Linked DNA regions of Mus musculus: regions 2, 3 and 4 are each linked to region 1. The links are chromatin contacts, called in public promoter capture Hi-C maps. All regions are on one chromosome and are shown on one strand. The core of a region is the stretch at or near the end of the contact, and the rest is flanking DNA. Distances in the headings are between cores, read along the strand shown.

Region 1 (6,696 bases), core at 2,359-4,858:
CTCTGCCTCCCGAGTGCTGGGATTAAAGGCGTGCGCCACCACGCCTGGCTTTCTTTCTTTCTTTCTTTCTTTTTTTTTATCTTTTTTCCAGTCACCTTCTAGGGGGTCTGGCTAAGGCAGGGTGGGGTTGGGGGTCACTGCCTGGAGGAGGGGATCCTGTATTCTTCGGAAGACGGCTGGGAAATTCTTTCCCCCATTGCGTAGAACTTTCTTTCCTTCCTCAGTTGAACTGCCTAGATGTTCCACAATGGGGTCTTCACTCTGCAGAAAGAGGGTCCAGAATGTCCCTGCCCATCTTTTAAACTGCCTTAGGGCCTGGAGACTCCCGTCCTCCCAGCCCTGAGCTAAGTTCAAGGACCAGCTATGGGGCCACTCTGAATGGCCTGCCATTTCCCTCGGATGTCTGACTTACTAGCTCTTCAAGAGGCACACGCTCAAACAGTGGGTGTTCTTCAAAGTGGGTGCACATCCACTCATGCAGCTCCGGCACGTCGGTGACGGTGTACACCAGGCCCTGGATGAGCGACAGTGTTGGAGACAGGGCTGCATGCAGCCGAGCAACGAGGTGATGACGCTGATCGTGCTACTGCTTAGCTGTGCCTCCCCCAGGCTGAATTCTCAGGGAAGAGCCCCGGGCAGGCCACCCACAGCATCTCCCCTCCTCACTCACCCCGACTCTCAGCACGTAGGCATACTCTGCCAGAAGCGTAGGGCTGATGATTCTCCATTTATGCTTCGTTCGCTTAAAGTGTGGGTCCGGGAAGAGGAAGAACATCTTTGCCAGCTGTGGGACAGATGTTCACCAATGGGATTGTCCATCTGTGAATGCCCAGCTCCACCTCTACCTGCCGACCAGCCTAACCCACCCGGCTGCTCCCCAGGCTGCACCTGGCCCTTGCGGAAGAAATTAGGAAGGTGTTTCATGGCGTTACTTCGGAGACAGGCGATGTTCTGGAATCCGCCCCCGGGAGCTGCACGGAGGGCCCGAATCCTGTCCTGCACATAGTCCGACACCTTCACCCGAATCTCCAGACCCAGAATCAGGGTATCTGGGAAGAGCGGTGACAGTGCCACTGGGGATAGAGACATCAAGGGGACCATCAGTGTCACATTTTGAGGAAGTACAGAGAGGTTAAACAGGAAAGAGAATTTTCATTTGTAGATATCTAAGTCAGGAGTGGGGCAGAGATACCCATATCTTGCAGAGATTTTCTTCGGAAGAGAAAGAAAAAACACTGTCACACTGTCCCAGGAGCACCGTGTGGTGGCTCATGCCTTTAATCCAAAAAACTGGAAGTAGGGAATGGGAGACAGAAGCAGGCAAATCTCTGTGAGTTCAAGGTCGGCCTGTCTGATGTAGGATGTTCCAGATCAGACAGGGCTTCATAGTGAAACCCTGTTTCAAAAAATAAAATAACCAACAACAAGACAAGATCTGTCAAACAGATAGAATAAAAGGGCAGGAATTACAGGCCGGTGATGTCACTACGTAGCTTGCTTTCTTTTCTTTTCTTTCCTTCTTTTTTTTTTTTTTTTCCTGAGACAGGGTTTCCTTGGTTGTCCTAGAACACAATTTGTAGACCAGGCTACCCTTGAATTCAGAGGTCCAACTGCCTCTGCCTCCCAAGTGCTGGGATCAAAGGCGTGCATCACCACTGCCCAGCATCATTTGGTCTTTATAACACTCTCTGGTACAGTGTGAAGGTTGGGGAAACTGAGGGTCAGAAATGCTAAGACCATACAATTAACCAGGGGGGCAGCACTAACATGAACCAAAGTCTTCAGTCTCCACACACCACGCTCCACCGCTCTGACACACTGTTACCTGTCTATAGGGAAGATGTGAACATAGACCAGTGGCTTGACATGCATGCTCTGGAAAACAAATGTAACAGGAACTCCAGACCATGAGAGGGTGGAGCAGAATGTGTTCTGGTGAGAGAAGGGGTAGGAGAGGGAAGGTGGTGGAATCCCCGAGAAAGACGGTTCAGGATCAGTGGCCACTGGAGCTGATCTCTGACGCTTGTGCTGACCCGGCTCACTGACCCAGCACAAGGCAGTGGAATGGCTCACGGAGGGACTGGAGCCACTGGAGCTAGACAGAACAACCGGGGTTCTCAGATACATCTGAGGCAGCCCCCTCCCTCCTCCAGGGCAAAGGCCACAGACCCAGAGTAGAAGGAAGGTGGAGGCTCTCCACACTGATGTCACTGCTGTCTGGTCCCAGGAGGAAAGGTCAACTAATCCTGCCTCTAACCTGCTGAGATGGCAGAACCCAGGCCTCTCCCTGTCCCAAGAAAAGGGCCAGCTTATTACCTAACAAGCCACCATAGCCACAGCCTATGTCTGCAAACTCCACTTGGGCCCCAGAGTGCTTTTCTTTCTCATCCTTTGGATCATCATGGCTCTTATTTTGAATAAGCGGAGCAAAGAACTCTGGGTAAAGCTCAGACCAGTCCATTTCCTCTGGCTTCACAGGGCTATTAGAAAGAAGACATGAGACACATGAGACTGTTGTACATACCAGTGCAGACATTTTGTGTAAGAGTTGGGGGGGGGGTGGTAGGCTTAGAAAAAAACTCTGCATGCAGGGACCATGTGGTATGTAGAAGGTGTAATGGGAAGTCCCCTGGCTTCTAGGGTGTGAATCAGTCCCATCATGAGGCTATGGCTGCAGATCTGCCAAGTTCTTCTGGGTACTGATGTGTGTAAGGTTTTCCCAGAGACTGACTGCCTAAGGCACTGGAGCACTACTTTGTTTATGTATATTTTAAAATTTTTATTTACCCGTGTATTTTGCATTTTATGTGTATGAGTGTTCAGTCTTCATGCACACCAGGAGAGGCAATCAGATCCCATTAGAAGTGGTTTCCAGCCACCATGTGATTGCTGGGGCCTCTGGAAGAGCAGTCAAGCGCTCTTAACCACTGAGGCATCTCTCCAGCCCTCTTTGTTTATGTATTTTGTGTGGCGAGGATGGAACAAGGAGTGGCCAGGAGTGTGTATATATGTTTATCTTTTTATAAATTAAAAAACCCAAATCGGAGCCGGGTGTAGTGGTGCACACCCTCAGGAGGCAGAGGAAGCTGTATCTCTGTGAGTTCGAGGCCAGCCTGATCTACAAAGTGAGTGCCAGGACAACTAGGGCTACACAGAGAAACCCTGTCTCCAAAATCCAAACCAAATTAAAAAGAAAAACCGGAAGGTGGAAATGACAACTTGCTTCGCTTCATTTTGGCAATAGTTTTTCCCCCCTCTTCCTAGATCTGGCTGGCAAGTCCACCCAGACTTTAAGTCTCCAACACCGCGACCCCTCCCAGCCGGCCAACTCCGCCTTCTGCCCAATCTCCCTAAGCCATCCTCAGCTGACGTGTCACCCGGACAACCCTCCCCGCTCCATCGCAAGTCCTAGCGGTGGCCCCTGCGCGACCGCCTTCCCTCCCTCCCGGACCCCGCCGGGCCCGCTCACTAGCGCAGTGTGTGGTCTGCCATGGGGTTGGAGTGGGCGCGCTGCCGGTAGTAGCGCTTCTGCGGCTGGGGGGCTTCGGCTCCCGCCATCATGCCACGCAGTCCACGTGGAGAGCCGAGCTCGCGGCGCGAGGTGATGACGCAGCCCGCGGACCGCCAGCGGGCCCCGCCTTTTAAAGAGCGAAGAGCAAATTCTGTAGCACCGTAGGGAAAGGACCCTGAAGGGAGTGGGAGGGGAAACCTGCGCCCTGCTATTGCTAACCGTGCTTTGGGGAGGCCAGCTCCGGGCACCCCGCATCCTCCCTTGGGTCGTTCTGGCCTAGTCTGGGTTCTCAAATGCCCACAGGTACCTGTGCGCCCCACAGGTGAGCGGGATGTGAGGGACCCGCCTCTGACAGTAAACTCAAGCATCATTTCTTCTCTCTCCGGGTGGTCTCAAACCAAGTCTGGCCCGTATGGTGTTGTGTGGGTCCTGTTCTGTGTGCGCCAGGTACCCGGGCTCGGGGGTCATCCCCATCCATCTCTAGGAAGTCCAGCTGGAGGAAGGAGAGCGAACTGGGGAGGCGGGGCCCGGTGCCTGGGAGCAGCCCATATGGCTGGCAGTCCCCAGCCTCAACCCCGCACCGATAGAGGGGATCCGAGCGCTGGCCGGGGTGCTCGGGGACTCTATCTGCCGGATGGCCAGCTCTCGCACCGATCCGGAAACTGAGCCCGAATCCGTGTTCCCACGGGAGATCCGGCTCTTCACAGACTCTTACTCAGAGAGCAGCCGGTTCTGCTTCTGTGGGCACGAGCTGAGCATCACGCAGAACTTTGGGTCGCGCCTTGGGGTGGCGGCACGCGTGTGGGATGCGGTGAGGAATGGGCTGCCCTAAGTGAGGGTCCCTGAGAGGTCCAGTCCCCGGACCCCGGCTCTCCCATATGGAGACACCGTTCTGACAGTTTCCCACTTTCTTTTTCCCTTCCTCATAGGCTCTGAGCCTGTGTGACTATTTCGAGAGTCAAAATGTGGATTTTCGAGGCAAGAAGGTGATCGAACTGGGCGCGGGGACGGGCATCGTGGGAATCTTGGCGGCGCTGCAGGGTGCGTGAGCTGGCATTGCGGCGGGAGGAGGGGAGCTGGAGTGTGGAGAAGTGAGGACGTGGATTCCTGGGGGTGGGTAGAACTCAGCTCAGTTCTTTCCTTTTAACAAACCTCTATTCTCCTGCAAGGCAGACAGCGCTGACGAGTGTTCAGAACACTCAAGCTAGTTGGCTTCAGGGTACCTGAAACAAATAAGATAGGCTTTCCGTGAAAAAAAAAAAAAACTGGAGATGCTCTTTCGCTAAAATGCTTGCATGGATTTTCTGAAGGAGAGACCTAGGACAGTGAACCTCATCAAAGATTTGTAGCTTTGTTATGTTAGGATCTTTTAAATATCTTTTTCTTTCCTTTCTTTTTTTTGGGTGTGTGTGTGTGTGTGGGTAGGGGGTGTGGGTGTGGTTTTGTAGTCTGGTTGAGACAGGCTCTCTTGTTGTCCAGGCTGGCCTAAAACTCATTACGTAGAGATTAGCCTTGAATTCCTGCCTGGTCCTCCTGTCTTACTTTTTCCTAGTGCTGGGATTATAGGTGTGTGCTACCGTACTGCAATAGAGCCTAGGGTTTTTAATACTAGAAGAAGCAAGGTTATGAATTTTGAAGGACCCGAGTGTGAATATATATATGGGTGGTAATTGGTAATTAAGCAGCTGAGACCTGGGAAAGGAAAAGGTCAGGGAAATTGTGCTTCACTTTGAGCAAAAACCTACAAAAGCTTCTTGCCTAGTGATCTAAGTCGTGTAAACCAGATGTCCTTATTTGTAGGAACAGAAGTGGGTCACATCAAGGGCAGTCTTTGCAGAGGCAGACATTAATTCTTATATTTATTCCTTCAGTCAGTCAATATGTATTCTCTGTGTGCCAAGGAACTTGTAGTCTATCGAGGGACAATGTGGGAAGATGCTACGGAACATACATGATGGTGAGGTCTGGGTAGCATGGCTGTGCTCTCACTAGCTACCTTGAGGGCTGAGCAGTCCATCAAGGGGAAGCACAGGCAGATGAGTTGGAGGAAGGCGGCTGGATGGGAGTGAGCAAGTTACATGAAAAGCAAAGGAGCCAAGTGGAGTGGTTCATGCCTGTAATCCCAGCATGCAGGAATTAGGGGTGTCTCGGTAAAGTCAAGGCTAGCCTGGGCTACGGAGTAAGACCCCATTTCAGGTAGGAAGGGAGGGAAGGAGGCAAAGGGGAAAGGTGTGTGTCTGTGTCTGTGTGTATGTATGCCTGTGTACATGTATGTATATGTGTTTGTGGGTATATGTGTGTATGTGCATGTATGTATGTGGATATAGGTACATGTGTGTGTATGTATATGTGTGTGTGGATGTAGGTATATGTGTGTGTATGTGCATGTTTGTATATGTGTTTATGTGTGTTTGGTATGTATGTGTATATGTGTTTATGTGTGTTTGGTATGTATGTGTGTGTATGTATGTGCATGTGTATATGTGCATATGTCTGCGTCTATGTGTGTATGTGTGTGTCTGTTTCTTTTCTGTGTGTGTATATGTGAGCATTTGTGTGTGTATGGTATGTATGTGTGTATGTGCATGTGTATGTGTGTATATTTATGTCTTTGTGTGTCTATGTGTGTATGTGTTTGTGTATATGTGCATGTGTATATGTGTGTATGTGTATATGCCTGTGTGTATCCATGTGTTTGTGTGTGTGTGTATGTGAGAGAGAGAGAGAGAGAGAGAGAGAACACCTGTCTTCACTTACTGCCATAAGAGCTGCTGCTTTTGTGCCCTGTTTAGTCGCCAAGTCTGGGGTCTGGGTGTAATCTATTCTCTGACTTTGTATCCCAGGATTCAGCTGACCCTGGGATGCCTTCTCAACACTTGCATGTCTGTCCCTTCCTTGTCCCACCATACTTAGTCTTCCATTACCGATTCTTGCACTGATTTTCATAGGTGTCTTCATGGTTCTCTGTGGAGAGATTAGCAACTCTCAAGCTGACCTGGTGCTCTTCCCCCAGCCAAGCCGTCTCTCCTTGGGCTTTCCCTTCATGAAGTCACAGCCACCCATGGGGATTTTCTTGTGTTTTTTCCCACTACTCTCTTGGCTGCCCAGCCTGAGCCACCATCATCCATCATCTCTTGCTTAGACTATAATAAGTAGTCAAACTGGTTGGTCTTCTTGTTTCCAGT
Region 2 (6,696 bases), core at 3,002-5,501, 1.3 Mb before region 1:
GGATATTTGTGGAACTTGCTGGGGATCGTAACACGTACCTGTAATCCAAGCCCTTGGGAGGTAGAGATGGGAGCGTCAGAAGTTCAAGGTCAGCCTTGACATTCAGGTCAGCTTAGACTACAAAGTGAGTTCCAGGACAGCCAGGGCTATACAGAGAAACCCTGTCTTGGGAAAAAAAAAATCAGAAATTGCTGGGTGTGGAGGCTCAGCATTTGGGAATACTGCCTGCTTTTCCAGAGGACCTGGGTTCAAGTCCCAGTATCCACACAGAGGCTTAAAACATGACAGGCAGGGGCTGGTGAAATGGCTCAGTGGGTAAGAGCACCCGACTGCTCTTCCGAAGGTCCAAAGTTCAAATCCCAGCAACCACATGGTGGCTCACAACCATCTGTAACATGATCTGATGCCCTCTTCTGGTGTGTCTGAAGACAGCTACAGTGTACTTACATATAATAAATAAATAAATCTTAAAAAAAAAAAGTTCACTGAAAAAAAAAAAAAACAAAACATGACAGGCCCTCCAGACCTTAGTACAACCAACTCCATGATGGAAGTATCATTCAATCCAGAAAATTTGGCACACAGATAGTTTACTTGCCAAAATGAAAATAAAGGGCTTAATCCATCAAAGTCTATAGTTCTGGGCAAGTCCCTAAATATGCTAACTTTGCTTTTTGGCTTTTGTATTCCCCCCCCCCTAACTTTTCTGGTTAACTGAAGTATGTCAACCAGGACATAGTTTCTGCGCTTTAAAAGATCACCCTGAGGGCTGGTGAGATGGCTCAGCGGGTAAGAGCACTGACTGCTCTTCAGAAGGTCCTGAGTTCAAATCCCACAACCACATGGTGGCTCACAGTTCCGTAATCTGTAATGGGATCTGGCGCCCTCTTCTGGTGTGTCTGAATACAGCTACAGTGTACTTATTTGTAATAATAAATAACTCTTTGGGTCAGAGAGAGCAGGCTTGACAGGAGCGGGCAGAGGTCCTAAATTCAATCCCCAACAACCACATGAAGGATCACCTGTATAGCTACAGTCTGCCCATATACATAAAAATAAATAAATCTTTTTAAAAAATCACCCTGAGAAAGACTAGGAGTAACACTGGAATCCAGACACCCAGTGTAGCTGCCAACCGGCTAATAAAGACTTTCTATTGGCTTAAACCTATGACTGAGTAGTCTTCTCTGATGGGTACCCCACAACGATAACAAATGTAAATATTCAGCCGGGCGTGGTGGCGCACACCTTTAGTCCCAGCACTCAGGAGGCAGAGGCAGGCGGATTTCTGAGTTCGAGGCCAGCCTGGTCTACAAAGTGAGCTCCAGGACAGCCAGGGCTATACAGAGAAACCTTGTCTCGAAAACAAACAAACAAACAAACAAACAAACAAAAAAACAAATGTAAATACTCAGTATATATACTTTACCATACTAACTGGTCAGTAGGTAGAAACTTAGAAGTTTCAGCTTAACTGTGTATGGTGGCAAATACCTTTAGCCCCAGCATGTGGAAGGCAAAGGCAGGCAGATCTCTGAGGGTTTGAGGCCACCCTGGCCTATGTAGGAAGTTCCTGGACAGCCTGGGCTAAGTAGAGAAACCCTGACTCAAAACGAACAAATAAGTTATAGTCAAGTATGGCAACACAAGCCAGTAACCTCAGCACTCGTGAAGCGGGATATCAGGAGTTCAAGGTCAGCCTTGCTTAGTTAAATTATGAGTTTGAAGAAAGCCTGGCCTATATGAGACCTTATCTCAAAACCAAACAAAAGGTTTTATTTTACTTTTTATGTATACGAGTGTTCTACCTGTAGGTATGCCTACATGCCAGAAGAGAGCATCAGATCCCATTATAGATGGTTGTCAGCCACCATGTGGTTTCTGGGAACTGAACTCCGGACCTCTGGAAGAGCAGCCAGTGCTCTTAACCTCTGAGTCATCTCTCCAGCTCCCAAACAAAAGTTTTTTGTTTGTGTTTTTAAAGAAAAGTTATGGCAAGTGTCTCTTTTTGAAATGTTTGCAGCCCAGGAAGTATAACACAACACATAAAACAAGGAGAAGATATACGATACATGCTTATTTTTATGAAATCCGGTATTCAGAGCAGTACTGATATGGGTTCAGTCAAGAGAGTCTTCCTGGAGGAGGTGTTCTGAAGTCAGTACTTAAAAGAAGTTATTGGTGTAAAATGTCAGGAGGACAACAAGAGGTGAGGAGAATGAACTAGGGAAGGATTAAATGGGAGTAATTAGCTATTTAATTACTTGGAGAACAGCAAGCACATTGGTTTTGTAGGGCTCCTGGGCCTTAGGGCTTCTGAGGCAGTTAACTCTGTTAAGGTGGTGTTAATGAGGTCACAGTTCAGCCATATATCCCAGTTAACTTCCCTCTTTTGCCCAACCTTACTCCTCACTCCGAGCAGCTGTCTCAGACGTCAGAGGAGGTGGGTTCAGACTAGAGACTGAAGCTGGAAGGAGTAGGCTGCCCTTCAAGGTCATACGCAGAAGGAACACCACCTTTGAACTGGAAGGAAGGGAAGGGACGTGGGAATGAGGACACAGCAGGCTCTCTCTGAAGAGCTTGGAAGGAAAAGTGTTAGAAATGCACTCATTCTGCATCTGGAGGTTTCATGCTCTCGTGTGTGTGTGTGTGTGTGTGTGTGTGTGTGTGTGTGCATGAGAATGAGTATGTGTGTGTGCATGGTGTGTGTGTGAGAATGTGTATGTGTGTGAGTGTATAAATGTGAATGTGTGTGTGTGCATGAGAATGTGTATGTATGTTTATGGTGTGTGTGTGGGTGTGGGAGACGCACATGTGTGTTGTGTGATGTGTGTTTAGCTGGTTCTCTCCATGGGGGCGGGGGGGGGGGGGGGAGTCCTGAGGATTGAATTCAGAGCAAACTGGGTGGCAAGCACCCCTACCCACTGAGCCATCTGGCTAGCCTCGTCTTGACTCTGAGTCTATGACCTTATTTGTGTAAAGCATTTGACTTGTATCACAATGTAGCTTTGATTGCCTGTCTTCTTCCTGCCAGCACATTTCCTTTGTCAGGCAAAGCTCGAATCAATGTGGGGAGCTTTAACCCAGCGTAGGGAAAGCAGAGCTTGCTCTGTGACAGTCGGGAGAATTTTGCTTGCTCTTGCACCCGTCTAGGCTAATCTCTTTCTAATTTGTAGTTTATTTCTCTTCTCTCTTTTTCCTTTGGTCATACTTTTCCCAAGAGCGCTTGTTTTTTCCTTGAATCCTGGGACGTAGTATTCACCTTTGGGCTTTCTGCCTGTGATGTCTCGTCCTCCATTGAGTACACATTTTTCCCCGACAGTGATGGTGCTTTTTTCTAAAAGTAAATTTTGGCTAGTAGTAGCTCACACCTGTAATTCCAGCAACTGGGAAGTGGCAGCAAGAAGGTGCATATGAGTTCAAGGTCAGTGCAGGTTACAGAGCAAGATCATGACACCCCAAAGCCCTCCTGGAGAGCATGCATGTCTGTAATCTCAGCAGCTAAGAGTCAGGACGATATCCAAGAGTTCCAGGGCAACCAAGCTTATATAGCGAGGGCGTCTCAAAGAACAAACAAACCATGTCTTATGTTTGGTTTGGTCTGACAGTAGGGCTTGCTTCTTGTTTAGAGCTGGCTACTCTAAAACTGGGTAGGTAGCCCAGGCTGGCCTGGAACTCGTGGCAACCCTCCTGCTTCTGCCTCAGACTTCTTTCCATAAATATTAGGGAGGAAATTCTGCTCCTAGGGACGTTCATGAAGGAGCACTGCAAATTCAAGGCCTGAATTGTCTTGTCTCGAATAACGAGAAGGGGAGGAAGGGGGAAGGGCGTGTAGATCTAGGAGAGATTATACAAGTCAGCCCAGAACTTGCAAAGTTAATATCCTTTTCCAAAGACATAAACCGGCAGCAGGCACTGCAAAGGCCAGTAGGATGAAAAGAGCCTCTCCTTCTAAAGGGCTCTGAGAAACGTTCCTCTGGACATCGACAGCCATCTGCCGTTGACACGCCCACGACGTCGCCTCTGCGTCTACGTATCAGGTCCTGTGACCACAGACTCGCCAAGTAGTTTGTGCCAGGCGATCTCGCTCCCCCGAGCCATCTCTGCAGCTCCTCCGACACGCACCCAGCGCCCTTTCTTTCACGCCAGAGGTGTCAAAGAAACTACATCTCCCGACAGGCAGCGTTGTCCCTTCCTTCCTCGCGCTCCCTCCTCCCGATCCCTGGCAACGGCGTGACGTGAGGGGACCCAGAGCTGCGGTCACCGCTTCAGTGACAGCCTATCCGGCGCGCGGGCCGGAGCAGGGCGAAGGCAGCCGGAGCTCGCGCCGCCCTTCCTGCCCGGCCTCCCCTACAGCTCGCCGCCGCCGGGAGTGCCAGGCAGGGGCGCGCGCATGGCCTCTGCGGGCGCGCGGAGGCTCCCGGCCCCGACGCGCGCGGCCGCCCGGAGCTGCTGCGGCTTCTCGCTCTGCCGGGGCGCGCGCTCCGTCCCGACCCCGCCCCCGGGCCCTCCGCGGCCGCCGCGTCCAATGAGGTGAGAGGCAGGCACAGACGTCCGCGCAGGACCGGAGGGGGTCGCCCGGCACCCCGAAGTTCAGCGGTGGAGGGTGGCAGCCCTTAGACGGCAGGCCGGAGAAGGGCTGGCATTGGTGGTGCCCTGGGAGTTCGAATGGAGTTCTGGAGATACGCGTACAAGCTAGATGCTCGGGGCGGGTGCGTGCCAGCCACTTCTTGGCCTTCGCCGGCGTTCTGGCTTTGATGTGCCTGGCCTGACCCTGGCGTCAGAGATGCTTCAGTTTGCTTGCAGCAGTAGTGTTGCCTCAAAGGCAGCTGGCACTTAGGACGTGCCCTTCTTTTTCCCATCCCCACCCCTGGCCCTGTCCTCAGCCGCCCTCGACCTTTCGCACTCGTGACTGCCTGGCCAGCCAGCCCAGCTAGCTGCAGCAGGTGCTAGGGGCAGAAAAGCTTGCCCGAACCAACGACCTTCCTCTGTGATGCATCCCTCTTCCCCTTCACCTGAAGTGGTTGAATACAAAAAAAGAATCGTGACGCTGCCTCTCCTTTCTTTTTGGCGCTAGGTTTCTGATTTCCTGTAATCTCTTCTTGCCTCGCGCTGCCCAGGCCTTGGCAGCGGAGGCTGGCCTACCTCATAGTCGTTCCTTCATGGGCTTTGCTGCCCCCTTTACCAACAAGCGAAAGGCTTACTCGGAGCGTAGGATCATGGGGTGAGCATTCCTTTTTTTCCCCTTCAAATAAATAACCATGTACCAGTAGTGGGTAAGATTCATATTGGGCCACTTGTCTCCCCAGCAACGTTTTCGCTGCCAGCCTTTCAACCTAAATTTCCCACCTTAGTTGTTCTGCACGTGTATTAGTCTAGAATTGTGTTACATCATAGAAAGGTAACCGACTAGGTAGTACAGCCTGTAATCTAAGCTTGAAGCTTCCACGGACTACATAGCCAGAGCTGCATCATAGGTATCTCACACACACACATTTTGAGACAGGCTCTCACATAGCCTAGGGTTGGCCTTGAACTTGATATACAGTCAAGAAGACTTTGAACTTATATCTTGCCTCCACCTACCTCCCTAGAGCTGAGATTATAGACATGTGCCACCATGCTGCTGTTTTTCTGCAGTGCTGGGGATTGAACATGCTAAGAAACCACTTATTACAGGACTTAATTAAGTCACAGCTTTTTGTTATTGTTGTTTGAGCCAAGGTCTCAAGACATACCTCTGGGTATCTACCTTGGAACTATGTAGTCTAGGCTGGGCTAAAACTCAGAGATCTGCCTGCTTCTGCCTCCTAAGCACTGGGACTAAATGGACTTTACTGGCTACCAGGATGTCAGGCTTTTGTTTTATTTTGATAATCGGTATCATTATTTAGACTTGGCTGGCCGGTCTCCCAAGTGCTGAGATTAAAGGCGTGCACCACCATGTCCAGCTATAGCAAAAATGCTTTAAAAAATTTAAACTATAAGGGACTGGAGAGTTGGCTCAGTGATGAACACTCGTTGCTGCAAAGGGTCGAGTTTGTTTCCCAGCCCCACCTGGAGGCATACTGCAACCTCAAGCGGGAGCATGTTTGATACACAGATAAACATGGAGGCAAAACACTCGTGCACATAAAATAATGAAAAAAAAATTTTTTTAACTAAAAATATTGGGGCGGGAGGTTGGAGAAATGGGTTAATGTCTAGGAGCCTGCACTGCTGAGTTTAGTTCCTAGCACCTACACTAGGCAGCCTGTGACTTCAGCTCCAGAGGATCTTGTGTCCTGTTCTGGATTCTGTGGGCACCTGCACTCATGTGTACATCCCCTCCCCAAAACATACACATTCATTTTTTTAAAATTTGGTGGTGGTAGAAGCTTACAACTTTAGCAGCCCTAGGCAGGAGGATCCTTATCAGTTTCAGCCCACTAACCTGCACTGCAGGCTATAAAGTTAAATTTATCTAAAAAGATGGTGGTGGTGAAATGGCATTTGAGGTGAGGATACTTACGGCCAAGGTTCATGACTTGAGTTTCACCCCTCTGGATCTGCACGGTGGAAGGGGAGAGCCAATTGCTGGAGGTTGGTTTCTGACTTCTAGTACAAACTGGCATACATGCTCCCATACACAAATAGATGTAAAATACTCAAGTTGGGATTTTTCTATGTAGCCTTGGCTGTCTTGGAACTCACTGT
Region 3 (6,696 bases), core at 1,270-3,769, 1.2 Mb before region 1:
TTCTTGATGCTGTCCCTTATCTATAATGGGAATTAAAATTTCTTCATCATGGGGCTGGAGAGATGGCTCAATGGTTAAGGGCACTGACTGCTGTTCCAAAGGTCCAGAGTTCAAATCCCAGCAACCACATGGTGGCTCACAACTATCTGGAATGGGATCTGACACCCTCTTCTGGTGTGTCTGGAGAAAGCCACAGTGTGCTCATATACATGAAATAAATACATAAATAAATAACTACTTCATCTTGCTCCCACCAGCTGCCACAGGAAGCCCCTAGACACTGATCTGAGTACAGCAGAATAATCACTAGGAATCATTTAATTGCTTTTTTTTTTTTGGCAGGGGGCGGGGGGGGGGGGGAGGAACCATGCAGAAGAGGGGGAGGAGGGACGGTAGGAGGCAGAAGGGGTGAGGACACCATGAGAACACTGTCCACAGAATCAACGAGGCAGGATTCATAGGGGCTCACAGCAACTGAAGCAGCAATCATGGAGCCTGCAACACTCTGAGATGAGTGCTCTGCAAATACGTCATGATTGTTTAGCTTGTGTGTGGGGTGGGTGGGGGGAGTGGAGTGTCTCTGACTCTTTTGCCTGTTCTTGGAACCCTTCTTCTCCTCCTGGGTTACCTTGGCCAGCCTTGATCTGAAGGTTTGTGCCTAGTCTTACTGCATCTTGCTATGTCGTGTTTGGGTGATACCCCTGGGAGACCTTCTCTTTGCTGACAGGGGAGAGGCAGGGGATCTGGAGGAGAGGAGAGATGGGGTGGGGGCACTGGGAGAAGGGAAGGAAAGGGAGGATATGGTCAGGATGTATGAGAGAAGAATAAATAAAAAGGAAAAAATAAAAATCTTACTCTTATTGTACCTAGAGCTGAAAAGCTTAGAAGAAACACAAGTGTTCTTTAAAGGTCACATGATTCTACTACAGAGCAAACATTGCCACCTAGAGTCCAGGCGTTGACTTTCTTTCCTTAAAGGCAGGAATGGAGAAGGGAAGAGATTGGGCAGGAGATCCAATTATTCTCCTTCTAAAAATTTTATTTTATGTATATGTTGGATGTTTTGTCTGCATGTTCACCCACAGATCAGAAGCGGCATTGGATCCTATAGGACTCTAGGATTATAGATGGTTGTGAACCACCATGGCTGGGAATTGAACTCAGGACATCTGGGAGGGCAGACAGTGCTCTTAACTGAAGAACCATCTCCATAGCCCTGATCCAATCTCTCTTCAAACAAAATGTTTGTTTTCATTTTAGCTTTCTTGCAATCCTTGATCCTCGTGCCTTACTCTCTGTGAAAGCTTTGGTTGAGCTACAGCTCCAAACGGGTACTTGACTCTTTAAATTATATGCCTGTATTGCTTCTAAGAAACAAAAACTTGACGGGTGGTGTTGGTGCACACCTTTAATCCCAGCTCTTGGGAGGAAGAGGCAGGTGGATCTTTGAGTTTCCAGGACAGGAGGGCTACACAGAGAAACCCTGTCTCAACCCTCACACCCAAAGTCTGCCTAAGTGAACTAACTGCACGTAGGCTATAGGGGCTGCAACAAAGTACTTTCTCTAGTTGGCTTCACTCTCCGATATCAGTTTTGCACTGAATAAGGTTTTCTGAAATAAACTAGACTTTGTGTGTAACCTTAAGCAAACAGTTTCACCTCTAGGACTATAGTTTATATGTATTATATGTATATAATATATATATATACATATGTGTATATATATATATTATACAAACACACACACATAATGATCAAGGATGTCTTTCTTATTTATTTATTTATTTGTGCAAGGATCAAAAATTATGTAAAGGGCCTCGAGAGATGGCTCCATGGTTAAGAGCACTGGCTGCTCTTCCAGAGGACCTGGGTTCGGTTCCCAGCCCCCACATGGCTGCTCACAACCATCTTAACTCCAGTCCTAGTAAATTCGGCCCTCTTCTGGCCAATTCAGGCACGCACCTAGTACATAAACACAACATGCATACAAATTTTAAAAATATAATAAGGAAGCAAACAAATAAGTAAATAGATTCGCAGAGCAGAGGTTAAAGCTTTGGCTTATGACAAGGATCATAATGGGTACATAGAGCAGCTGCAAGGGTTGCGGAGGAGTTTTGGAAGGAAGTCGACAGGGTTGAGAAGTAGAACTGTGCAGCGGTGCAGCATCCTGCAGGGTGTTCGACTTCAGCCAGAGAGCAGAAGCCTTGTCTACAGGGGCATCACCCGGGGCAGCAGCCCTTCCCGGGAACCGGCTGGCACCTCCGCCCCGCTCCGCACACCCTTTCGGGGCCTGTACCTTCTGAGGGTCCAGTGCCGCTCCTTCCAGTGCTCTCGCTGCAACTTCCAATTCTCCAAGCGGTTCAAGGACCCGTTTTCCACCCTCCCCCGACTCCGGCGGACCAAGATAGCGAACAGCGGAATGGGTCACCCGGCTGGCGGAATGGATCACCCGGCTGTGGACGCTCGGCGTTCCGGGATCGGTGGGGCGACCGAAAGCTTAGCCACGCCCTCCCCGCGTGTCACTCTCATTGGCTGAAACACAACCCCGTTCAGCGCTGGGCTGGACAAGCTGCTTGAAACCACACCGCCGACTTCAGTGATTGGCGGAGAGGGAGAAGCTCGTTAGTGCCCGCTCCCGCCCCCCTAGTCGGGCGGAGCCCAACTAAAGTCTTAGCCAGGAATTCTAGCAGCTGATTTACCCGAACCGAACCGTGAGTTCTAGGGAAAGGAAACTGAAACCAGGGTGCGTGAAGGCACCTAGGACTCCATAGAAAGGGTGGGACCTGCGTCCCTTAGGATAGGGAGGGAAGAGCTGAGGTAATAAGGTATTTTTGAGGATATGAATGATAAATACTGTGGGTTCATGATAACGCTTTTTAATTTCTATAATCACTTGTTCAGGTGGAAGTTAGCCAGCCCCATTAGAGTGTAAAAATCTAAGTTTCAAGAAGGAAATTACTGGCAAGCGATGACAGTATCCCAAACCATCCACCCACCCATCCATCCATCTACACTTCTCTTGTCAGAATTTTCCACTTATTGGTTGTTTTGTTACTATCTCTTGTACGCCAAGACACCATAGTTCTTTAATAAAGGCCACTCCCAGTTAGAAGTTGTACTTTCAACTTCTGACACAAAATTAGACATGGCTATTTCTTCCACAACACCGATATCTGTGGTGGCATCCTTTCCGGTCTCTGGCTGATGGGTGGTCACCTCTGGCTGAGGGGTGGTCACCTCTTTCTCATCATAATAATACTGGATCAGCCGCTGAACCCCAGCCTTCATCGCTGGCTTAAGAGCAGCCGTGATCACCGCACCAGCTGGGCCCCCTGACGCGCCTACCATGGCCATCAAGAGATCATAACCCAGATCTATGGCCCCATCTCGACCTCGTTCCTTGGCCTTGTCAGAGCAGTTCTTAATGGCGTAATACAAAGCTGTGCCTAGGTTGTAGTAGGTGCCTACTGCTGGTAGTAGGTCAACCACATTGTGGACACTCTGTTCCTGATCATTGTCGCAGTCTGTGTTGGAAATCGAACGTTTGGCCCTCTTTGGACCTGGCTGCTCCCAGGCTAAGAGCTGCAGAGCAGAGGACAGGGCATCCACAGACACTTCCCGGTCTGTGTGTCCACTCTTCTGGAGCTCCTGGAGATGGTGGATGAGGGCTTGTGTAGCCTCCACACCTCCTAATCGGTAAAGCTGAAGCTGAAGAGCCCAGACCTCAGCCTGGCAGCCAGCTGCCTCCAGAGCATTCCTTAGAGCCAGGCCTACCAGGAATTTGGAGACAGGGGGCATGTAAGTGAAGCCAGGCAGGGACTTGGGGAGCAGCATCTGGCAGGACAAGGGCTTGTCTGAGGTCTGCATCTGGTATCCCAACTTCGAGGGAGGGAGCACCGTAGAGACACTGGTTGCCTCTCCGTGTGAAGTGGCATCCACAGGACACAGCAGGAGATAGCAAAGCAGCTGGATTGACATCAGGATGAGTCGGAGGCTATGCATGTCAGGAGCTGAGCACCCTGGAAAAAGGGAGAACCCCAAAACATGCAGACCATGTCTTTGAAGGTTATAGTCTGCAGGGAGCCCAAGATTCAGGGAACCCCCAATCTACCACCTACCTCCAAGCTTATGTTCTGTTTAGCAAAGGGGTAAGGATATGGGAAGTGCAGCACAATTTCTGTCATTTCTAGGTCAGAGTGACCTCCCCATTTAATGCCCACCCACTTATGGGGGACCCAGATTACCATACAGTCCGGCCATTGAGAAGTAAGAGTCCCTGGGTAGCTTCGGTAGTTCCACAATCCTGCTCCTGTTTCTCTGCCCTATGAATAGGAGAGATATTTGGGGCTGCTGAGGTGAAAGGGGCTGGGCCAATTGCTAGAGCAAACCCATCAGCCCCTGTGGTGCAGATGAGGCTCCCAATGTTGACATTGGCCAGGGCCTTTGCAAATAAGCCAGGGACAGAAAGGTTCAACAGTGAGGACATTGATCTTATCTTCCATGAAGGTCACCTGGCTTTAATTTGGGACAAGGACAGAGTCTACTGAGGACTGCCACGTTTAGACGGCTGGGCTGTATCGATACTCACCAGACGGTCTTCAGAGACTTCAAATCCACTGGCACATCTTCATCCATGTTATTTTGTTGTGTCTTTTGTGAAGACTTTTTTTTTTTTTTTTCCGAGACAGGGTTTCTCTGTGTGGTCCTGGCTGTCCTGGAACTTACTCTGTAGACCAGGCTGTCCTTGAACTCAGAAATCTGCCTACCTTTTTGTGGAGATTTGTTTGTTGTTATTTTATGTGCCTGAGTGTTTTTCCAGTGTTTCTGTAAGTGCACTGCAGGCGCCCAATGCCCAAGGAGGGCGTTGGATTCCCTGGAACCAGAGTTACAGAGGGTTGTAAGCTGCTCTGTGAGTGCTAGGAATTGAACCTGGGTCATGTGCAAAAACAGCCAGTGCTCTTAACCACTAACCCAGCTCTCCAGCCCTTTCACCCATATTTTTAAAAGTTGTGGATCCGGCTGGTGGTGGTCCCGCACCTTGAGTCCCAGCATCCAGGAAACAGAGGTAGATCTCTGAGTTTGAGGCCTATTCAAACTGGTCTACAAAGCAAATTCCAGGACAGCTAGGGCTACACAGAAGAAACCCTGTTTTGAAAAACAAACAAAAAAGTTTGTGAGGCCACTCAGCAAGAGGGGAGTCATGCTTGGTAGGGAAACCTAGCCAACTACATAGATCTAGTGAGGTATAGATCTGGAAGGAAAACCTACACACAGCATATGACTACACAGCATAATCCCTAACGATGCCTAAATACTTGTCCTTTTGTTTGTTTGTTTGGGGTTTTTGTTTGTTTGTTTGTTTTTTTCGAGACAGGGTTTCTCTGTATAGCCCTCGCTGTCCTGGAACTCACTCTGTAGACCAGGCTGAACTCAGAAATCTGCCTGCCTCTGCCTCCTCAAGTGCTGGGATTAAAGGCATGGGCCACCACAAACCGGCGTCCTTTTTTTTTTTTTTTTTTTTTTTAATTTTAAGATTTTTCTTTTTTTAATATGAGTACACTGCAGTTGTCTTCAGACACACCAGAAGAGGTCACTGGATTCCATTACAGATGATCGTGAGCTACCATGTGGTTGTTGGGAATTGAACTCAGGACCTCTGAAAGAGCAGTCGGTGCTCTTAACCACTGAGCCATCTCTCCAGCCCTAAATATTTGTCCTTAAAGCCACAGGTATCCATAGTCCTCTTCTCTCATGGAGGAGACTTCTCTTTGCAGATGGAGACCACTAGAGAAAATCGTAGTCGATCAAAATGCAGAGTCGTGGAGTCCAGTCTCCATGGATGATACATCTGTAAAACACACCTAAGGCTCAGGGAACGTTGCAAAACTCGGTGGAAAGATCATAAGGACCACATGGTCAGCGAGTTTGCTGTGAGATTGTGTCTCCTAGAAATGTCCTCTGACTTCCACATCTGTGCCCTGACCCAGGCATGCATGCGTGTGCACACATAGATGTCAGGGGGGGGGGGGAGGGAGGGGAGAGAGAGAGAGAATTGCTTTTAAATGGTTCTAAGGTGATGAAACAATTTTTTTAAAAAGTGGCATAAACTGGCAACAAAAATTTAAAAAGTATTTATTTTAAAATATTTTAAGAATAAACTCTTAGGCTGGGCAGACAAGGCTATACAGAGAAACACTGTCTCGGAAAAAAAAAAGAAAGAAGGAAAGAAAGAAAGAAAGATAAAAAAAAAAGCAATCACTCAATCAACACCAAAACCCAACACACACACATACCCACACACTCACACACTCACAACTGGCAGTGTAGGTTTTGGTGGAGTGCTTGATTAGCATGCTGGAGACCCTGTGTTTGAGCCCTACACTACATAAAGCATACATGGTAGCACACAGCTAGAATCCCAGCTCCTGGGAGAGAGAGGCAGGATTAAAGATGTGTGCCACGGCACCCTGCAGAACTGACTATATTTTAAAATGTAAGCAGGCAGGCCTGGTGTGGTGTCCCATACCTTTAATCCCAACACTGGAGAGAGAGGCAGAGGCAGGCAGGTCTCTGTGAGCTCGAGACCATTCTCTTCTCCTTTACACATCAAATTCCAGGCCAGCCAGGGATATGTAGCCTGTCTCTCCCCATCCCCAGAAAAAGGAGTTGTTTATGCCATCATCCTTATAATTT
Region 4 (6,696 bases), core at 1,644-4,143, 1.1 Mb before region 1:
TCCAGTTTTAGGGAGTCTGATGCCCACTTCAGACTTCTTACCCGTGTTCCTACACAGAGAAACCCTGTCTTGGAAAAACCAAATAAATAAATATAATTTTTTAAAAAAGGTTTCAGACATGTGAAGTAGTTAGCTCTTACCACCAGGAACACATGTGGCACACAATACTCATAAACGGTTAAACACATTAACTGTTAAAAAAGAGGATGAAGTATATGCTGGAAGTGTGGGACTGTGTCTCTTTGGCAGACTGCTTGATCCTCTAGCACACTCAAACAACATAGCCAAACCTAAACCAACCAAACAAAACGGGGGGGGGGGGGGGGCGATCGTTCATGTATGTCCAGTAATAGCACACTAAGGAGACAGGGAGATGCGGAGTTTGAAGTCAGTGAGCACTACAGAGTGAGACCCTATCTTACATCAACAAGTAATTAAATTAATCATAAAGTTAAGTAAGATAGCTCTCACATGGGCTGAAGGCTTGGCTTAGTGCTTGGGAGAGTGCGTGCTTAGCATGCTGAATTCCCGAGATCACCAAAAATAAATAAGTAAATAAATAATAACAAAATGTAAAGCTTCCACTTGTTCAAAAGCACCGAGGTGCGAGGTGCGTGGACTTGGTCTCGGGATGATGCCTTCGCGCTGGGAACGGTCACCCCAGACAGAACGGAACAAGGGCTCTGAAGTTATTGCCATTGTATATTTAATTTGTATATGCTTTTAACATACTCACTTTTGTCCTCTTTTATTACATTTAAAATGTGTGTGTGTATGTGTGTGTGTGTTGGTGAGTGTATACTATAGCACATACGGTGGTCAGAGGACAAATTTCAGGAGTAGGTTCTTCTCCCTTGTACCCCGTGGGTCCCAGGAATTAATCCAGATCTTTCAGCACCTTTACCTGCTGAACTATCATGTGAAAAAAAGTATAGCCTAGGCTGGCCTTTTCCCTCAAGCTCTGCAGTGGATCCTACGGTCACTGGTCACTCTGTGGCCTTGGCTGGCCTCAGGCTTTTGGTGATCTTTCTTCATACATGCTGGAGTTCCAGCTTTAAGCAGTGTATCACCATCCCTAGGCCATGCTTTTTCTTCTTCTTATTATTATTATTTGTTTTTTGAGACAGGGTTTCTCTGTATTATTATTAATTAATTAATTAATTAATTACTTTTTTCTCTTTCTTTTAAAAGATTTATTTATTAGAATAAGTTCACTGTAGCTGTCTTCAAACGCACCAGAAGAGGGTATCAGATCTCATTATGGGTGGTTGTGAGCCACCATGTGGTTGCTGGGATTTGAACTCAGTACCTTTGGAAGAGCAGTAGGTGCTCTTACCCACTGAACCATCTCACCAGCCCTATTAATTTTAAGATACTTTTTTTTTAAAGATTTATTTATTTATTTATTTATTTATTTATTATATGTAAGTACACTGTAGCTGTCTTCAGACACTCCAGAAGAGGGCGTCAGATTTCATTACGGATGGTTGTGAGCCACCATGTGGTTGCTGGGATTTGAACTCGGGACCTTCGGAAAAGCAGTTGGCACTCTTAACCACTGAGCCATCTCGCCAGCTCCAAGATACTTTTTTTTTAATGTTAAAAAAATTAGCTTGGCAGTGGGGGTGCACACCTTTGATCCCAGCATTTGGGAGGCAGGGGTAGGCAGATATCCAGGCCAGCCTGGTCTACAGAGTGAGTTCCAGAACATTCAGGGCTACACAGAGAAACCCTGTCTCAAAAAATAAAAAATAAAACATTGTGTGTGTATGTGTGTCTCTGTGTGTGTTTTGTGTACTTATGTATGTGTATATACGTATGCATGTGTATATGATGGGGGGGGGGAGTGGGAGAGGGAGAGAGAGCACACATGTGTGAGCATGCTGGTATCCATGGAAGCTAGTGGCCATAGAGGTGACTGTGAGTCACCTCATGTGGATGCTGGGAATCAGCTGTGCTCTCCTGGAGTAGCAGCCATGCTCTTAACCCCTGAGCCAGCTCTCCAGACTCCAAAATCTTTCTTACTGCATCAAGATCACCCTAATATAAGCTGGGCCTGGGCGTGGTGGTGCACACCTTTAATCCCAGTACTCGGGAGGCAGAGGCAGGTGGATTTCTGAGTTCGAGGCCAGCCTGGTCTACAAAGTGAGTTCCAGGACTGCCAGGGCTACACAGAGAAACCCTGTCTCAAAAACCAAAAAAAAAAAAAAAAAAAATCACCCTAATATAAACTAGTCTGAGCTCTGAGCTCTCACACACGGTATTGCCATATAGTCTTCTTTCCATGCTCTGGGAGGCAGTCAAGATGGTCCTTTTACACTAAGCTTGATGTCTTTAAATATATATATATATATATATATATACTATTTCATTTATTTCTTTTTGTATGTGCATATGTGGGCATGCCACATTGGGTGCTGGGGTCGGGGGAGAAAAATTTTTGGTAGCTGGTTCTCTCCTTCTACCATGTAGATCTGGGAACTGAGCATAGGCCTGGCAACTTACTAAGACATTTTTCAGGCCAAGTTTGAAATCTTGTAGCTGAGATCTCAGGGAAAGAAAGCTTCAAATCAAAACAAAACAACAACAAAAACCATTGTCTTTTATTAATAATAGGTTAATTGTCTTTTCATAATAATCAGAACTTGTTCATGGAGAAACAGGGTTACATTTGAAAAGGATTAGACCTAAGAATTCTTCTTTCTAGCTTGAACTAAGCCTATGAAAACCAAAACCAAAACAGAACATCCCGGGCATTAGGACCCAGTGGAAGTGGCTCGTTCTGACTTTGGGTTAACTTCTCTCAGTGACGTAAGGAGCAGACCTAGCTCATTCTTCCCCGCAGGCCCCCCCCCCACTCCCTCTCTCTCTCTTGCGTGCTCCTTTTCTCCTCTTTCTCCTCCCCCTCCCTTCTCCCTTCCCTCCCTCTTTCCCTCCCTTCCTCTCTCCCTCTCCTTTCCCCCTCCCCTCCTCCCTCCCTCTTTCTCCCTCCCTTTCCTTCACTCTCTTCTTTCTCTCTCTCAGCTCCGTAACAGTAAAGAAAAAATGCTGCTATCAGTGACTTCCAGGCCTGGGATTTCGACTTTTGGCTATAACAAGAACAACAAGAAGGTAGGAAAAAAGTGCTTTTGGGGAATCAGCTACTTCCTTTCCTAGGGATCCAGGAGCGCCCTTGGTTTTAGAATTCTCCTTTAAGAGGGGAACGAGATTCCTCTGTCCCCCTTCAGCGCCTCTCCTTCCACCGCGTCTTTCCTGCCTTTTTGCACCTGGTTCTGGAGTTAAAGGAATTTAGAGCAGAAGTTTGTGAGGCTGGAGGAGGCAGCGGAATAAAAACAACCAACTTTGCAAGTTTGTATCTTCTGAAACGAAGTTAGTCTGCCTGTCTGCTGCTGCGCCCATGGTCCCGGGGATAGTCTGACAACTCAGACCTTGTCCCTAGGCTCACACCCGGCAAGATTATTTTATCATTTTGGTTAATTGCATCCACCCTTACCCCCACCTCACTTCGCTTTTTACTCAACCCACCAGATAGCAGAAAAATTACAGGTAGTTTGAGAGGTCTCAAGGCTCATCAAGAATTAAGTGTGTGCTTCTAGACGAGAGACCCTACCCCACCCCACCCATCCTGGCAGAGGAATTTGGGGAGATAACATGCTTTGGGATTAAGGCAGAAAGCTCTGTGATTCTTTGGGTCATGCCTTTTGAGAGGATACTTGGAACCCTGCAGATAGCCAGGCTTAGCAAGGATCCCTGGAGTCTTTATGATTAACCCCTGGCTGCCTGAGGAGTTAAGGTATGTTTGAGTGAATGAACAGCCTGGAGAGAGATAGACAGGCTTGCCCACATTTGCCAGAGAGTATCCTTGGCAGTTTCTTGGCATTTTGTGGTATGCAATGCTGGAGGAGGAGCTTTGAGCCATAGCAGGAAGACTTTTTGGTCTCTTTTGAGCATTACAGCTGTTCTTTAAGAAAACACGTGGTGCAGAGATCTATGCTTGTTTGATGGAATGTTGGAGGTGGGGAGAGATTCATATCCTCGTGGACCTGAAAAGACCATTTCAGAGACTCGAATACTAGTATCTCATCAGGGCAGTACTCTGGTGGGTAGTTTATGTGGTTTTCATTCTGTTTATGTGCTTAAGAAAGAAAGCTCTACAGCCAGGTGATGGTGCAAGCCTTTAAATCTAGTACCCAGGAAGCAGAGGCAGTCCAATCTCTAAGTTCAACACCGGCCTGGACTACAAGCAAGTTCCAGGACAGCCAGAGCTACAGAGAGAAACCCTGTGTCAAAAAACAAACAAAAACAAAAAAAGAAATGAAGCTCTATGCATATTTTTGATTACACACATATACAAACATTATATTATATATTTCAATAGGTATTAACTGATGCCCTTCTAATATATATATATGCATATATATATATGTTATATGTGTATATATGTATATATAATTCATTTTATATGTATGTGTGTTTGAAAGGGAACATTCCACCTATCTTTATTCTCCTCAGCTCTTTATAGTACTGTATACAAGTTTCATTCTCATTTTCTATTAGTTTTGGGTTTTGAGACATGGTCTCCGTCTTTGCTCCAAGTTGGCCTAAAACTCACTCTGTAGCCCAGGCTGGTCACAGGATCACAGATATGAATGAGCCATTGCCTCTTATCTTTTTCTTTCTTTCTTTCTTTCTTTCTTTCTTTCTTTCTTTCTTTCTTTCTTTCTTTCTTTCTTTCTTTCTTTCTCTTCCTTCCTTCCTTCCTTCCTTCCTTCCTTCCTTCCTTCCTTCCTTTTCTTCTTCTTCTTCTTCTTCTTCTTCTTCTTCTTCTTCTTCTTCTTCTTCTTCTTCTTCTTCTTCTTCTTCTTCTTCTTCTTCTTCTTTTTGGTTTTTTGAGACAGGGTTTCTCTGTATAGCCCTGGCTGTCCTGGAACTCACTCTGTAGACCAGGCTGGCCTCGAACTCAGAAATCCACCTGTCTCTGCCTCCTAAGTGCTAGCCTTCCTTTCTTTCTAATTTGGTTTTATTATGTAGCCCAACTGGCCCTCAAACTTGTAATCCTCCTGGCTCAGCCTTCCCAGGGCTCCTACTACACAGCCTCTTCTGATTCTTTTTCCCCTCCAAGTTTCTCAGGATACCCATTAGAATAAAAGGAAATGGATTTTCTCTTTCAGGTTGTTATGTATTTGAATATATCTAAAATATTTTCTCAGTTCTCCTTTCCCTTTGGAGTATGGGGGATGTCTAAGATTTAGTTTCCTTCTTTTTTTTCTTTTTGTTTTTTTGTTGATGCTGATGCTGGGGATGGAACGTGTGGCCTTGCACATGCACTTGGTGACTAAGCCAACAGCCAGATGTTTAGATTGTAAGTGTAGGAGAACTTGGGGACCAAGAGATAGGACTGCAGATTTCAACTTAATCTCATATCTCTTCCTGATAATTTATAAGGTCTGGGAAACAGTTCAGGAAATACTGTCTTTGGATAGGGTAGGAGTGGGAGCAGCTGCATAGTCACTAATTGTATTTGCCAAGAAGACCTTGGGGGATGGTGGGATGGCCCTGTGGGTGAAAGCAATTGTCGTTTCAAGCCCCAGGTCCCATGGTTGAAGGAGAAAGTCACTCCCTTCCTGAAATTTGTCCTGCTGTCTGCACACACAGTGTGGCATTGTGTACTCACTCAGAGAGATACACTAATGATAGCAAGAATAAAAAAATAAGTAATTAAAAAAAGCCTCTGGGGGTCTGTCAGGATGACTTAGATGGCAAAGGTCGTGCCTTCAAGCCTGAGTCCTATCTCGGGACCTATATTAGGTAGGAGACTCCCACAAGTTGTCCTCTGACCCCTACATGCACACAATAAATTAAAGTGTTAAGTGGAGAAAGCATTCTTTGGATTCTTACAAGCCAATGTTCTGAAACATCTAAGGAAGCCATATTTGCACTTTGTGCATATTGTGGCTGTGCACAAGACTGATGCTGTGTGTGTGTATGGGCTTGTGAACTTAGGGTACATGAACTGAAAGGGCTATGTTGCTCTCCATCTTGCTGTTGACACAGAGAGTTTGGTGCCTTTGTTCTTGTTTCAGAGAAGTGTTTCAATGTATTTTCTCATGTAAATCTGTGCTTTTGGGGGTGGGAGTGCGCTGGTCTTGTACATTTTTGATTCTTTGTATCCCTGGTTGGCTTGAAACTTACTCTGTAGCTGTGTATACCAAGCTGCTTTCAACTGCTCAATCTTCCTGCTTCAGTCTTCAGTTTCCCAAAATTATAGGCCAGTATCACCATGCAAAGCAATTCATGCTTTTTTTTTTTAAATGTATATGAGTGTTTTGTCCGCAGTTATGTCTGCATACCACACATGTGCCTGGTGCCCTTGGAGGCTAGACAGGGTGTTAAATCCCCTGAAACTGGAGTTATAGACAGTAGTGAACTGCTGTGTGATGGGAACCCAACCTGCATGCTCTGAAAGAACAGCCAGTGTTCTTAACTGCTGAGCCATCTCTCCAGCCCAATTTGTGCACTTTTAAACCTAAAGTTAAACATTGTAAAGATTCTGGGCTGGGCATGGTGGTCTTCTGTGAGTTCAAGGCCAGCCTGGTTTACATAGAGAGAACTAGTCTCAAGGAAAACAAGCAAGCAGCCTGGACAAGTAGTTTACTCCTTTGATCCCGGGCTAAGGGAGGCAGAGGCAGGTAGGTG

What was found. Promoter capture Hi-C pulls out the DNA fragments that hold promoters and counts their contacts.
Region 2: a promoter capture Hi-C map of hippocampal neurons shows a contact between it and region 1, with 5 times the contacts expected there. The contact joins the promoter of Coq10a here to the promoter of Mettl1 in region 1. A contact is called at or near these places in 7 of 39 promoter capture datasets (the C10 cell line, cranial neural crest, embryonic stem cells and 4 more), 1 of 115 datasets of contacts at active chromatin or transcription factors (acute myeloid leukemia) and 2 of 9 other capture datasets (adipose tissue and liver).
Region 3: a promoter capture Hi-C map of hematopoietic stem and progenitor cells shows a contact between it and region 1, with 2.9 times the contacts expected there. The contact joins the promoter of Stat2 here to the promoter of Mettl1 in region 1. A contact is called at or near these places in 2 of 39 promoter capture datasets (the C10 cell line and hematopoietic stem and progenitor cells).
Region 4: a contact with region 1 is called in a promoter capture Hi-C map of pre-B cells, with 4 times the contacts expected there. The contact joins the promoter of Rbms2 here to the promoter of Mettl1 in region 1. A contact is called at or near these places in 4 of 39 promoter capture datasets (embryonic stem cells, frontonasal cranial neural crest, hippocampal neurons and 1 more), 1 of 484 Hi-C or Micro-C datasets (B cells) and 1 of 115 datasets of contacts at active chromatin or transcription factors (embryonic stem cells).

Annotation. Positions count from the first base shown.
Region 1 is chr10:127,038,844-127,045,539 of GRCm38.p6, reverse strand. It overlaps Mettl1 (methyltransferase like 1), which reads right to left and starts at 3,608. Exons shown (of 6, transcript NM_010792.1): 1 at 3,470-3,608; 2 at 2,317-2,480; 3 at 889-1,073; 4 at 671-784; 5 at 413-514; 6 at 79-261. The coding sequence starts at 3,561. The coding sequence ends at 112. Eef1akmt3 (EEF1A lysine methyltransferase 3) reads left to right here and starts at 4,146. Exons shown (of 3, transcript NM_001205036.1): 1 at 4,146-4,322; 2 at 4,441-4,552. The coding sequence starts at 4,146.
Region 2 is chr10:128,366,535-128,373,230 of GRCm38.p6, reverse strand. Coq10a (coenzyme Q10A) reads left to right here and starts at 4,251. Exons shown (of 5, transcript NM_001374700.1): 1 at 4,251-4,533; 2 at 5,078-5,224. The coding sequence starts at 4,394.
Region 3 is chr10:128,266,321-128,273,016 of GRCm38.p6, reverse strand. Stat2 (signal transducer and activator of transcription 2) reads right to left here and starts at 2,519. Exons shown (of 24, transcript NM_019963.2): 1 at 2,300-2,519. It overlaps Apof (apolipoprotein F), which reads right to left and starts at 4,318. Exons shown (of 2, transcript NM_133997.3): 1 at 4,248-4,318; 2 at 1,767-4,022. The coding sequence starts at 4,005. The coding sequence ends at 3,058.
Region 4 is chr10:128,172,765-128,179,460 of GRCm38.p6, reverse strand. It overlaps Rbms2 (RNA binding motif, single stranded interacting protein 2), which reads left to right and starts at 2,893. Exons shown (of 13, transcript NM_019711.2): 1 at 2,893-3,111. The coding sequence starts at 3,046.